Regions from separate parts of the Pan troglodytes genome. Here region 1 is linked to region 2. Evidence: chromatin contacts called from public HiChIP or PLAC-seq data. All regions are on one chromosome and are shown on one strand. Each heading gives the region's core, a stretch centred on a gene start, on an enhancer-like site or on the middle of the called end of the contact. The rest is flanking DNA. Distances are from core to core; before and after follow the strand shown. Region 1 holds the start of TMEM43 (transmembrane protein 43). Region 2 holds the start of LOC107970432.

Region 1 (6,436 bases), core at 2,018-4,517, 470 kb before region 2:
GGCAAGCAACTTCACCACTTTGTGCCTTCCATTTCCTCTGTGCATAGGGTTGTGGTGAGAACCAAAGAACACAGTTATTGGGTAGCTCAGGGCCTAGGGTGTGGTAAGCACTGGACACGTGTTAGCTAGTAGAAATGTTACCAGATTTCCCTACAACTGATACTGGGCTGGCACCAGGCTGGGGGTGAGCTGACAAAAGTCACAAAGATGTAAAGTGGGGCCCAGCTAAGACAGGCCCCATCCTGGTATTGGGGGCCACAGGAGTGATTTGAGTCAGAATCTCTGCTTGAACAAAGCTGATGTCGCATTCTGATTGTCTTTTGAGTACCACCAGCCAAGGCCTCCAGTGACCAGATGTCCATGAATCCAGAAGTCGTCTTGACTTTCCATGCCATTTGGAAACATTAGGTGAGTGAATCACCACATAGGGGCAGGTGACCATCACAATGATGACAATGGCAAACACACCGGGTCTATCACAGGCCAGCCCACAGGCAAGCCCAAAGAGCTGGATGTCATAACGACCCCATTTCACCGATAAGAAAATCGGGCTCGGGGTTAAGTCATCTTCCCAGATCACACAGCTTCTAAGAGGAAGAGTTAGGATTCAAATCCGGGCAGACTGGAGGCTACTCTCCCATTACTCATTCCAGTCTGTGCTCCCCATCTCTTGGGCTACAATGTGAGCTGAATGTTGGGAGCCAGCTGCAGGCAGCAATAGGAAAATAAGGCGTGTCTTCCTCTTGGGCCTCCCCTCAGCCAGCATCAAGATAAGGGGCTCAAAGACGGCCCTGGAGGGAAGGAAGAGAGGTACAGGAGGGTGCCCCTCAGGCTAGGGGAGGGGTGAGGTGGGCAGTGACATGACAAACCCAGCCCACATTCTGAACCAAAATTCCCAGTAAACATGGAGGATCATAAAGGATCTATATATCCACACATATTTATATATACATATAGTATGTATTACATGTATACACACATTATATAAACACACACACACACGCACACACAGACGGACATCCCCAGTGACACATCCCCTCCCAGTCCTAGCACTCAGGACTTAGAAGAAATGAGCAATGAGTGGTGGGAACAGAGACTGACACATAGGCTCTGGAAATGGACAGAACTGGGTTTGATGCCTAGGTTCACCAATCGCTTGCTGTGTAAGCCTGGGTAAATTGCTCTACCTCTCTGATTCTGTTTACTCACTTATAAAGTGGAGAGGGGAATAGTACCTTCACCACAGGTACTGCTGCTGCTATACTGATTGAGAATTTTGTTGCCTCCCTGCTCCATCCCGCTATCTTCTTCCTCACCCAGCCTAGTGGCTGCTGTAAATGTGTACCCAGCTACTGGATGAATCAAAAAACGCTTGGCAGCAGAGAATACTCAAATGCATGTATATTCCTTGGTGAGGGGTCAGGTCTCAATGTACCCAAGATGATCTCTATCCACTGGGACCATTTGTGCTACCCTGCAAGGACAGGCTTGTTTTCAAGTATTAAGTACCTACCACACACCAGGCACTGTGCTAAGCAGTCTCCCTTAAATATCACAGTAACTGATCCATGAGGCTACATAAACCTGGAGAGATGAAAGCCACACAGCTACTGGGTGGAAGAATCTGGATTGCCCCCAGGTCTCCCTAACTCCAAAGCCTGCCCTTTTCAGCATATTCCCGTGTCACAGCATGCCAAGCCGGCCACGAGAGCTTGGGCAAGTGCCTTCCCCTGCTAGGGAAGTTCCCCATCTGTAAAATATGGTGGTGGTAGTGATGGGAGCAGACAGAGTCCACATACTACAGACAGGCTGGTCTCCTGACTGCCCTCTCGCCTGGCCGAGCCTGAGTCTCTCCGAATACCTCTGAGGCCTTTCTAGGTACAACATTCAAGGCTTCTAACCCTCCTGTGGGCCCGAAATGTCCTGGGAGTGTGGATGATACTAACCCGAGACAAAGTGTACTAGGGCTGTGGGTGATGCACACCCTGGCCCCTCAAGGGGTGTGGGAGGCAGAGAGGACGCTTGGGGACAGAGGCGGTGTCTGGAAATAGGGTGTGACAGGCAAGGGGAGAGCTGCTAGGACACTCTACCAAAGCAGGAGGGAGGGTGTGTCTGGGGCTGGCTGGGCTCCTAAGCGGGCCCTAGACGCACTTTCACAGAGGAGGGGAGAGGTGAGTCACCAGCTTCTCCCACACCCAGCGCCCTGGTAGGAGGCGCTGCTTGTTGAATGAATGTTGGGCTTAAATAGTTTCCCGAGAAAGGCTAGTTGCAGGGAGAAGAGGCCTTGAAGGAACAGCCCTCAGCCAGGCCTTCTCCAACCAAATCCTTGCTAGGGGGAGGAGGGGCCCCGACAGTAGAGAAATGCTCCCTCTCCCCCAACTCCTTCGCTCCCAGCCCAGCCTAAGCTTTTTGGAGCATCACAGCCTCGGTTTACAGAGCCTCCCCAGGGCGGAGAGCTCTCTGCCCGCCTGGACAGCCCTGTCTGTCCATTGCTGGACAGCTCCACTTGGGCTGGATCGCCTTCCTCCCTCCCAAGGGACTGGCGCCCTCTCTGAGGTCGCGTCCAGCTCTCATAATGCGCAAGTTTCAGGGCCCCAAGATACAGGAGGGAACTGGGAATGCAAGGAGGGGCCGCGGAGAGGCGTACAAGCAGATCCCAGTACGGGAGCAACACCTCCGAGTCCGCCTCCGCACGAACGCCGAGGACGAGGCGAGCCAAGAAACACGGACAAAAGAAGCCTGGACAGGCCGCGAGATGAACAGAGGGATGAGCTGGCGAAGGCACAGACACGGCGAGCAGAGGGAGATGCGGGCCTAGCCGCACGGAGGAGCTCCAGGCGGCGAAATGGACCTAGAGGACCCCGGGGAAAAGCCCCAGGGCGACGGGGAAGCCTGGGTGTGGCCCGGCTGGCCCAGGGATACTCACATTCGCGGCCATGGTGGGACCCGGCTCGCTGCCGCCGCCTCGCGCTGTTCAGCTACGAAGCGGACTGACGACTGGAGCGTGGTGTCCAGCGGCCTCTTGCCAGCCCCAGCTTCGAAAATCCGCGTGGACTCCAGGGCCAAGCGGGACTTACTACAGTTACCTCCCACTGTGCCCAGTGTTTCTGCGCATGCGCGCGGCGAGACGTCTTGGAAACTACGGTCCGGGACATTGCAGTACCTCATTGATGCGCCTGCGCACTGCAAAGCTTTCGGGGAAATGTAGTTTCTACTGCCTGGAGACCTGTCGAGGGGCGCGCGACCTGCTGGGAAATGTAGTTTCCGGCTGAGGTTGGCCTGGCCGCGGTTGCGAGGGCGCCGAGGCAGGCGCGCGGCGGGCAGGCCTGGGAGGGGGCGGGTCCGCGCGGGCTTCGGAGGAGCCCGCCCTGCCAGAGGAGAGGGAGGTCACGGCGTAAAGGTGCAGCTGCCGCCACCGCCGCTTCTGCAAGGTCTCAGGGACGGGCTGCAGCCATGTCCTATTGCCGGCAGGAAGGTAGGGAGGGCGGGCTGCCACGGAGACCGGCCTACGAGGGCCTGCGGGAGACACGCGGGCCCCGGCGCCCCGCGACCACGCCGGGCGCTGGCCACCTGAGGCGCGGCCCAGGTGCCCACCCTGGGACACTCGGAGGTGGGCCGGCTGGGGGGTCGCTACTCCTGTTTTGCGGATGAGAAAACCGAAGCTCTGGGGGGAACGGGGCTGGTCCAAGGTCACAGTGAAGCCCGAACCCTGACCTCAGAGGGGCCTGTGCGTAGGAAGTCGTAAACTAGGTCCGGTTGGGGCACGGGAAGTGCCGAGCACGTTGCGTGTGGCTCGAAACTGGGAATGTATGGTGGTTAATTATTACTACCGCTCCTGCCATACCCCACGTGTTTACATTTTGCACGCGCCTTTAAAAGGCGCGTCCCGAAAAGTTGCCACTCGGGGTAGCGTGTGCTGTGCTGGAGTGCTAGGAGTTCCACTAACGGGAATGTTTTTGAGCCCCCTGCTACCTGTCAGGCACTGTTCAAGGAAACTTGCCTGGCTTGTCTCACAGATCTCGCTGCGACCTTTGTAAGTCAGGCTCTGTTGTTGGTCACATTTTACTGAAGAGCAAAGTTAGACACAGGAGACATGGCTAAAGCCACTCAGCCGCAAATCGTGGAGCTGGGGTTTGAGCCTGGGCATTGTGACCCCAGAAGAGCCTTATCCAATCTAGTGCCCAGTGGATTGCAGGGAGAACCCTGCCTACTTCCCACCCCAAAGTTGAGCTCTGACCACCTACTGCTTCCTTGATGTTACTCTACCCAAGAGCTCAGAAGTACCCGAGCCACAGGTCGGAGGGCCTCCCCACACACTGCCACAAACTGGCTCCTTGGCCCTGAGCTCCCACCTAACCCCTCCAGGCCCTGGTATCCAGTGTTGTAAAATGAGATGTTGGGCTTCATTGATACAGCAAATATTCATGAAGCACCTTCTCTGCGCCAGAGAAGGGGGATGGATGGTTATAAAACTACAGAGAGAGTTGGAAGTCCCCTAGAAATTCTTTGGTGAATACTCCAGCTCCGTCAGTTAATTCAAGCAATCTGAAGCCCAGAGAAGGAGGTGGCCTACCTGTAGTTACACATCCAGTTAGGAGACTAGCTCAGCCTAAAATTCTGAGCCTTTTCCCTGGTAGCGCTGTCTGCTTCTAGAACCTCTCCTCCTCTGGGTCGTAAAGCCATAAGACTCACTCTTTAATGAGTACTATTATATTTCCGCTGATTACTACTTAATGTGTGCCATAAGCAAAAGTCCTCTGCCCTCACCACTCTTGTTTTTAATTTCGAGTCTTTCTCTAATTTACTTCATTTAGCAAATAATTTTTGAGCCTTTGGGTATAATGAGGCTGTGCTGATAAACAAGACCCTCCTCTTTGAGGATTTACGGGAGGCAGTTTTCTCTGGAAAGGGGAGGCTAGGTCCATCTGCCTCCAAAACATGGAGCCCTATCTTTTCCTGCTTCAAAGATCTCTCTTAGTTCGGAGATGAGTGAGAACTGAAAGCACTCACTTATAGGCCTTCCTTAGTATTTATCTTATCCATACCACTGTCCCCGTAAGAAGTCCCTAACTTCCCCCCCCCGCCCCCCACTGATCCTTTATGCTTCCCATAGGATTTTAAAAAAATGATCCCAAACTGCTTACTGTATCAGAGCTTATGTGATCTGGCCCTGTCTGCCTTTCCAGCCTGGTCTCTTCCCACCCTTTTGCTGCCCAGCCTCTAGCCTCTTGGCTATTCCCTTGGTTTGGTATATCCTGCCTTCAGCTCTTCCGTGGCTGACTCCTCATCCTTTAACATTTAGCTCCAATATCACCTCCTGACCCTTTGTGTCTTTCACATCCTGAACTGTCTGAAATGACCTTTTTTATTTTTTGCCATCTTACTTCCTGCCTGTCTTCTCGCACTAAGCTGAGAGCATCAGATGGGCTGTGGAATCCCCAGCATCTAGCACAGGGCTTGGTGTACAATGGGTGCCCAAATCTTTATTGAATCATGCATTTACCTGCCCTCTGTCCTGAGTGAATCACTTGCCTGTACAAGTTTATTTCAGGGGTCCACCTGCTACCCAGCCTTCAGGTTAAACTCGTTGGTTTGGCATTCAAGGGCTGTCAGCCTCGCACCTGGGCCTTGGGCTAGCCACACTTCTCCTGTGTCAGCACCATAGTGTTTCTTTCTTAGTTTCCTCTTTCTAATGCAGAGCCTGCCCACTCCTGTTCAGTCAACAATTATAGAGCACACGTGATGTGCCAGCCATTGGGCATATAGTGGTGAGCAAGGTGACACATTCTCTGCCCTCCTGGCATGGTGGAAGAGATTGCCATTAAAACATCACCAGACAAATGCATGATTACAGACTGTCATAAGTGACATGAAGGAAAAGCCCAGCATGCTATGATCGTTTAGTGAAAGGCTCTATGGGGTCTGAGAAGGCTTCCTGAGGCTTCAGACATCCTTTTAAATGCCACTTTCTTAAGAAAACCTTTTGCAATCCTAAACACGTGTGAGCGAACACTACTTAAAACCCTCCTTTTGCCCTCCAGGCTTTGCCCAGGATGGTTCCTTCTGGAATGTCTATTCCCCTCCTTCCCTCCCTGAAGCTCTTTGTCAGGGACAAAGGTAGGATCCCTCCCCTTCCGTCTTCTCCACTGGATGCCTGTGTCGTATTCATCTGTGACCACCAGGTACTACCACAGAGCTGGAGCTGAGGAAGGTTTGTTGAGCTAAACTTCTAACACTTGCATTCTTCTTAACACTTTGTCTGAAAGCCATTTGTGTATTCTTCACAGACACTTGATTCTGTATGGGGGAGTTGTATCTTTCAAAGGGGTTAGATTCTAAACATGAAAGTCCTTAGCAGTCAGATTTATCAAACTCTTAGAAACCCCTTACCTCACTCAAAATACACCACAGGCACCACTCCCTCTGGCTTTAGATC
Region 2 (6,133 bases), core at 609-3,108:
GAGAGGTTCTCAACCATGCATGTATGTGTACACACGTGTGTACATGCAAGAGTGTGTGTGCATGTGTTCATGTGCGTGTCTGCGTGCATGTGTGTCTGCTTGTGTGCATGTTAGTGTGTGTGTGTGTGTGTGTGTGTGTGTGTGTGTGTGCCAGAGACGCCTTTGGCAGTCTGGGCAAGCCTGTAGGCTCTTAAACGCCAATTAGATTTAAATTATAGTTATCAAAATACTAAAAGGGGTCTGTGACGTGGCGCTACGTGGGCTTCCTTCTTAACCCAGTGAATGACACGGTCTAGCAGCGGGTCTAATACCCACTGCAATTTCAAAGTACTAAGGAAGGAAAGCGAGATTGCGCCATCTCTGAAATGAGTAGTGCTACTGTAGCTCATTGCGTTCATAATTAAAGGACATGCTATGTTCCAACTAGAGTACAAAAGATGTTATTTCTGCCCATCCACGTTCACGCACCCCCACCTCGATTTCTCTCCAGGTCCTGGAAGCTGCTGTGCGACGCGGTCCTCGGACGCGGCCACCTGCCTCGCCCCGGCCGGGCCTGGCCTGCACTGGCCGGCACCGGCCCGCACCGGTCCGCACCGGTCCGCACCGGTCAGCACCGGTCAGCACCGCCTCGCACCGGTCAGTACCGCCTCTCCGCTGTCCGCTCCTGCGCAGCCGTCCGCAGTTCCGCATGCCACCGCCAGGTGTCGCTGCACACACGCCGTGGCCCCGAGGCTCCTCCGCAAGCCACTCCGCGAGGCTCTAGGGGGCCCCCAGGGTCCTGTTTCCCGCGGCCCGCAGCTTAATCTGTGCACGGAGCACCCCCACGCTGCACTAGGAACTTCCGCTGCTCCCCCAACAGCTCACTCCTTGGTGCCTTTGAGCATGCTGCCTGCAGTGCCTGCCCTGATCTCCGGCTGGGTAATTCCTGCTGCACGTCAAAACCCACTGGAGGCAACACCTCCTCCAGGAAGCCTTCCCTGATGCCACTATAGTGGCCCCTCTTGAGTTTCCACAGCCCCCTGTGGCTGCCTCATCATTGCAGTGACTGCCAACATGGTTGTGTCTGTTTCTGTGTCTGACTCCCTACTAGAGTGTGAGCTTTGGGAGTATGGGGAGGGCCACGCAGTGGGCTGTTTTGTTTTTTAAGTAGACTTAATTTTTTAGAACAGTTTTAGGTTCCCAGGAAAATTGAGCAGAAAGTACAGAGAGTTCCCACACACTCCCTGCCCCTACACGTGCACAACCTCCCCTCTATCAACATCCCCAGCAGAGGGGTGCATGAGGGACCTGCACTGCCACATCAGTGTCACCCACAGCCCATGGTTTACGTGAGGGCTCATTCTTGAAGCTGTACGTTCCATGTGTTTGGACAAACGTACAACGACCCTTATCCACCATTATTGTATCACACAGAATAGTGTCACCGCCCAAAAAATTCTCTAAGCTCCACCCGTAATCCCCTGTGCTCCCTTCCCCCTAACCCCTGGCAACCACAGATCTTTTTACTGTTCCCATAGTTTTGCCTGTTCCAGAATGCTGTATTGTTGGAATCATACAGTGTGTAGCCTTTTCAGATTGGCTTCAGATTGGCTGGGCCACGTGGCAAAACCCCGCCTCTACAAAAAATACAAAAATCAGTTGGGCGTGGTGGTGCATGCCTGTAGTCCCAGCTACTCAAGAGGCTGAGGTGGGAGAATCACATGAGCCTGGTAGGTTGAAGCTGCAGTGAGCCATGATTGCTTCACTGCACTCCAGCCTGGGTGACAGAGAAAGACCCTGTCTGAAAAAAAAAAAAAAAAAAAAAAACAACCAAACTGTTTTCCAAAGTGGTTGTGCCATTTTGCACTCCCACCAGCAATGAATGTGAGTTCCTGGTGCTCCACATCCTCACCAGCATTTGGTGTGTTAGTGCTTTGGATATGAGCCACTCCAGTAGGTGTGTGGCAGTATCTCATGGTTGGTTTAATTTGCAGTTCCCTAATGATATACCTATGTGGAGCATCTTTCAGGTGCTTATTTGCCATCTGTGTATCTTCTTGAATGAGGTGTCTGTTTAGATCTTCTGCCCACTTTTTAATTGGGTTGTTTTCCTATTATTGAGTGTTAAGAGTTATTTGTAGATTTTGGATAATAGTCATTTATCAGCTATGTCCTTTGCAAATATTTTCTCCCAGTCTGTGGCTTTTCTTCTCATTCTCCTGAGCAATGAGGTTTCCCTTACAGAGTTGAATCCCTGTGTGGCCCTAGGCAAGTCATACACTCTCTCTGAACCTCAGTTTCCACCTCTATAGATGGGGCTGGGAGCCCTCCCTCCAGGTTGTAGGTGGGAACAGGATCTGAGCAACGCAGAGCCTGCCAGCACAGAGCCTGGACACGGCAGGGGCTGCCGGTAGATGCTGGTGGAACTGAGTCACCTCCATTCCCTTGGGGGTGCATTTTGCCCACAGTTCCATCATTAAAGCCCCTAGCTATCAACGATGGTTCCATCCATGGCAGAGCAGGCCAGGCCAAGCCAGCCCACAAATCTGTTTGCAGGAAGATTCCTGTGGTTGGAATCCCTTGGTCTTAGGAATGGGTCAGAGGAGCAGACCCCAGGGAGCCCTTGGGATCATGGACAGACCTACTGTTCAAGGGAGGGGTGGCCACTCTGCCCAAATTCCCTCAAGGACCACCCCTCACTCAGTATCCTATCCTCTCCCCACTTGGTCCCCACAGACCTCTGGCCTCTGCTCCCATCGCACCTTTCCCTCCAGCCACACTGGCTGTGGGAAAGCCTTGCAGCCCTTCCTGCAGTCAGAAACACCTTTCCCCCGTGCCACTTGTCCAAATCCACCCCTCCATTAGTTGCAGGCAGAGCGGCCAGGCTGGGGCTGCAGCCACGAGGGGGCACTGTTGCCCCGCAGCTGCGTCAGAACTCATCCACAAAGCTGGAAGGTGCTTCTGTCCCACCAGCTTGCAGAGCAGCAGGCGAGGAGAATGCCTGTCTCACAAAGCTATGGAAGCTAAACGAGGGGAACGTCAGTGGCCCCATCCCACACCCGGGACCTGCTGGGGCTGCTCTGATACCTCCTGCGATGGGTGCTCACTGCCTCCAGCCAGGCTGCCCAGCCCTTGGCGGGAAAAGCTCTGCCTGGAGAAAGGGCTTTGCAATGGACCCAGTCTATTTTGCAGAAGCCATAAGGTCCTGTGGGGCAACAGGGTCTTCCAAATGAAAAACGTTGAGAAGAACAGATTTACCTTGGGAACCATAAGAAAGAAGCAGTTTGGGGTTTCCAGAGAAGCCCAAAACCTAAAAGGGCACGTGAAATTCCTCAGTGTTGACATGTTGGCTCAAAACTTTTCTAAATATTGTACCCAAGCCAAGCAATGACCCACTTGAGCCTACAGCCCACAGGATGGGATGCTGGTTTTGGGTGTAGCTCAGTGACTCAGAGAAAGCAGAACCCTTAGCGCCCGTGTGCAGAACAGCCGGCAAGCAAGCGCGGCACGCCCCTCCACTTGGCACATCTCAGGAAGTGGGATGATTGATGGGGACGCACAGGCTTTCTGGAGGGCAGCCTGAAAAAATGGGGTCAAAACTGGAGTACAGACACCCATGATCAGCAGTTCGCTCCTTGGTTGCATGTCCAGGGAAGTCCACAAATGGGCCCCCTTCACTGCAGCAGAGTCTGTGGGGTGCGTACCTGGGAGCAGCCTGGACACGTGATCCCAGGGAAAGTGTGGGGTGCCCCTCGGAGGACTCCATAGCAGGCACCAGCAACAGACAAGATGTGCGCCAACAGGAAGGAACACTTAACACTGCTGACTACACAATCAGGGAGCCGAGTGGCATCCGTAACACCAGGCTGCAAAGCAACTGCAAATATGTGCACCAAAGAGTGCGCTGCAGCGAGTGGGGAGGAAGAGAAACTTCACAGTGGAGAGAACCAATCAGCACGACCTCAGCCAGGTGGGCAACGCCAGCATCACAGGGGATGCCTCATGTTGACAGCAGCTGCCCTCCATTGGATGTGCTGATCAGGGCACTTTACCTCTGTGATCTTCCTCCCCAGACCCACAGTCCCAGTCTAATCATGAGAAAAGTGTCAGACAAACCCCAGTAGCGGGCATCCTACAATGTATCGGGCCAGTCCTCCTCAACTGTCAAAATCGTCAAAACCAAGGCAACAGCCAGGCATGGCGGCGTGTACCTGTAGTCCCAGCACTTTGGGAGGCTAAAGTGAGAAGATTGCTGGAGACCAGGAGTTCAAGACCAGCCTGGGCAACATAGAGAGACCCCCCCCCCCCCATCTCAAAACAAAAACAAAATCCCAGAGCTAGTCTAAGAAACCGTAATGTGTATCCCAGAGGAGGTCCTGGGACAGAAAAAGGACATTAAATAAAAGCAAAGGAAAGCTAAATAAAGTATGGACTTTAGTTAAGAATGTATCAATATTGATTGACACATATCTCACTGTGCACATATAGTAATGTAAGGTGTTAACAGTAAAGGGAATTAGGTGGGGGACTACTCATAATTATCTTTGTACCTTTTCTAGAAATCAAAAACTATTCTAAAACTAAAACTTTATTTTAAAAAATACATGCCCACTGCACCACAGTACCCATTTTCTAAACCAATTTTCAGCACAGAGATACACAATGAAGGTGTTAGGATGGAGGCCGGCGGGGCAGGGATGGGGATATTGACACAGCCCCCAGGGACAGTGGTGTGGGTGAGTGCCAGCCTTCACCCCCTAGCTCTCCAAAACTAACCCAACAGGAAGGCCAGGGGCCCCAGGCACTCCCCACATGCCCTCTGCATGCCCTGATGGTGGGGCAGCTGCACAGACCTGCCCATCATGGTGTGCCCATCTCTAGCTGGTCCCAGGCTGGCCATGCCCAGAGAGGACAGGCAGGCTGACCCAGGTGTGGGCCCCACAGGCAGCAGGAAGGCCCTGGCAGGGGAGGCCAGCAGGTGGGCTGGGTGCTGCCCTGACCGTGTGGGACTAACACATATGAGTGTGTCTGGGGTCTGGGGACCTGTGTTCCATTCCACACACCCCTCCTCAGGGCCGGGAGAGCAGCGCACATGCTGGAGGGCGGAGATCATGAACAAGGGTGTGAATGTCGCTGCTCTAGCTGAGATGGGTCTGCCAGGCTTGTCCAGTCTGAGATGGGTGAGTCACTGGCTTGTCCCTGAGATAAGAGAGGGGCCCAGGCATGAGATACAGCCCAAATGATACGACTGGCGTCCCAGGACCCCACACCATAGCGTTCCAATATCCCCAGAGGGATCAGCTCCAGCAGGGCCTCCTTTATAATCCGTTCTCCAGCCTACAGCCAGAGGGGTATGGGGAAATGCAGTTCCAAGGCTGTCACCACTGCCCCATGCTTCAGCTGCTCCCAATGCTCTGGGGATTTGCTCAGAGCCCTGGTGGAGGCTCGTGGTGCCTTGCTGACCCTGCCTCACCCCACCCCCTCCACCCTCATCCCTCATCCAGTCCTTCCAGGCAAATCAGGCTTCTCCACTTCAGAAGCTTTGCACATGCTGTTCCCTTGGGCTGGCATGCCCTTCCCTGCTTTTCACTGCATCCAGCTGGACTTTTTTTTTATTATGTTCAACAGAAAATTCACAATCAGGTCTTCGGCCTGCCACTCAGCTCTGCCTGCCCTTCCCCTTCAGGAGATAGGTGCCGCTTTGTGAGCTGCCATAGGCTTTCTGCCTCCCACTTAGCCGCCAACCTCCAACTCACAGCTCAGACTCTCTCATCCCTCTGCAGGGCAGTGTAACTCAGCAGTCCAATTCCTCTGTCTTTGTAGTCATCATTCCCTCAAAATTTTCCAATGCCTGCATCAGCATTCCCAGCCACAGCATTCCCTCTACTAGCATTCCCTGTGAGTGTTCCCGGGCCACCACTGGTGCCATCTTTAGCAATCGTGCTGCCACCTTGTGCTGGGGAATATCTGTGCCCCAACCACCAATGAGCTCCAGTAAAAACTCTGGATACCAAAGGCTCAGATAAACTTCCTTGGTTGTTTATCCTCTTTGTGTATTATCATACATCATGTCTGGGAAGAGGTCACACCATCTGAGACAACCAGAAACTCCATGTTTGGACCCTTCCTGGACTTTGCCCTCTGTGTCTCTCCC

What was found. HiChIP or PLAC-seq counts read pairs in DNA pulled down with a chosen protein or histone mark.
Region 1: a contact with region 2 is called in an H3K4me3 HiChIP or PLAC-seq map of stem cell-derived excitatory neurons, with 4 times the contacts expected there. The contact joins the promoter of TMEM43 here to the promoter of LOC107970432 in region 2. A contact is called at or near these places in 2 of 7 Hi-C or Micro-C datasets (induced pluripotent stem cells and stem cell-derived neural progenitor cells) and 1 of 1 datasets of contacts at active chromatin or transcription factors (stem cell-derived excitatory neurons).

The regions. Positions count from the first base shown.
Region 1 is chr2:18,124,214-18,130,649 of NHGRI_mPanTro3-v2.0_pri, reverse strand. TMEM43 (transmembrane protein 43) reads right to left here and starts at 3,267. Exons shown (of 12, transcript XM_001157301.5): 1 at 2,927-3,267. The coding sequence starts at 2,938. CHCHD4 (coiled-coil-helix-coiled-coil-helix domain containing 4) reads left to right here and starts at 3,341. Exons shown (of 4, transcript XM_526138.8): 1 at 3,341-3,475; 2 at 6,042-6,211. The coding sequence starts at 6,151.
Region 2 is chr2:17,648,144-17,654,276 of NHGRI_mPanTro3-v2.0_pri, reverse strand. It overlaps LOC107970432, which reads left to right and starts at 1,858. Exons shown (of 2, transcript XM_054680333.1): 1 at 1,858-1,863; 2 at 2,570-3,466. The coding sequence starts at 1,858. The coding sequence ends at 3,370.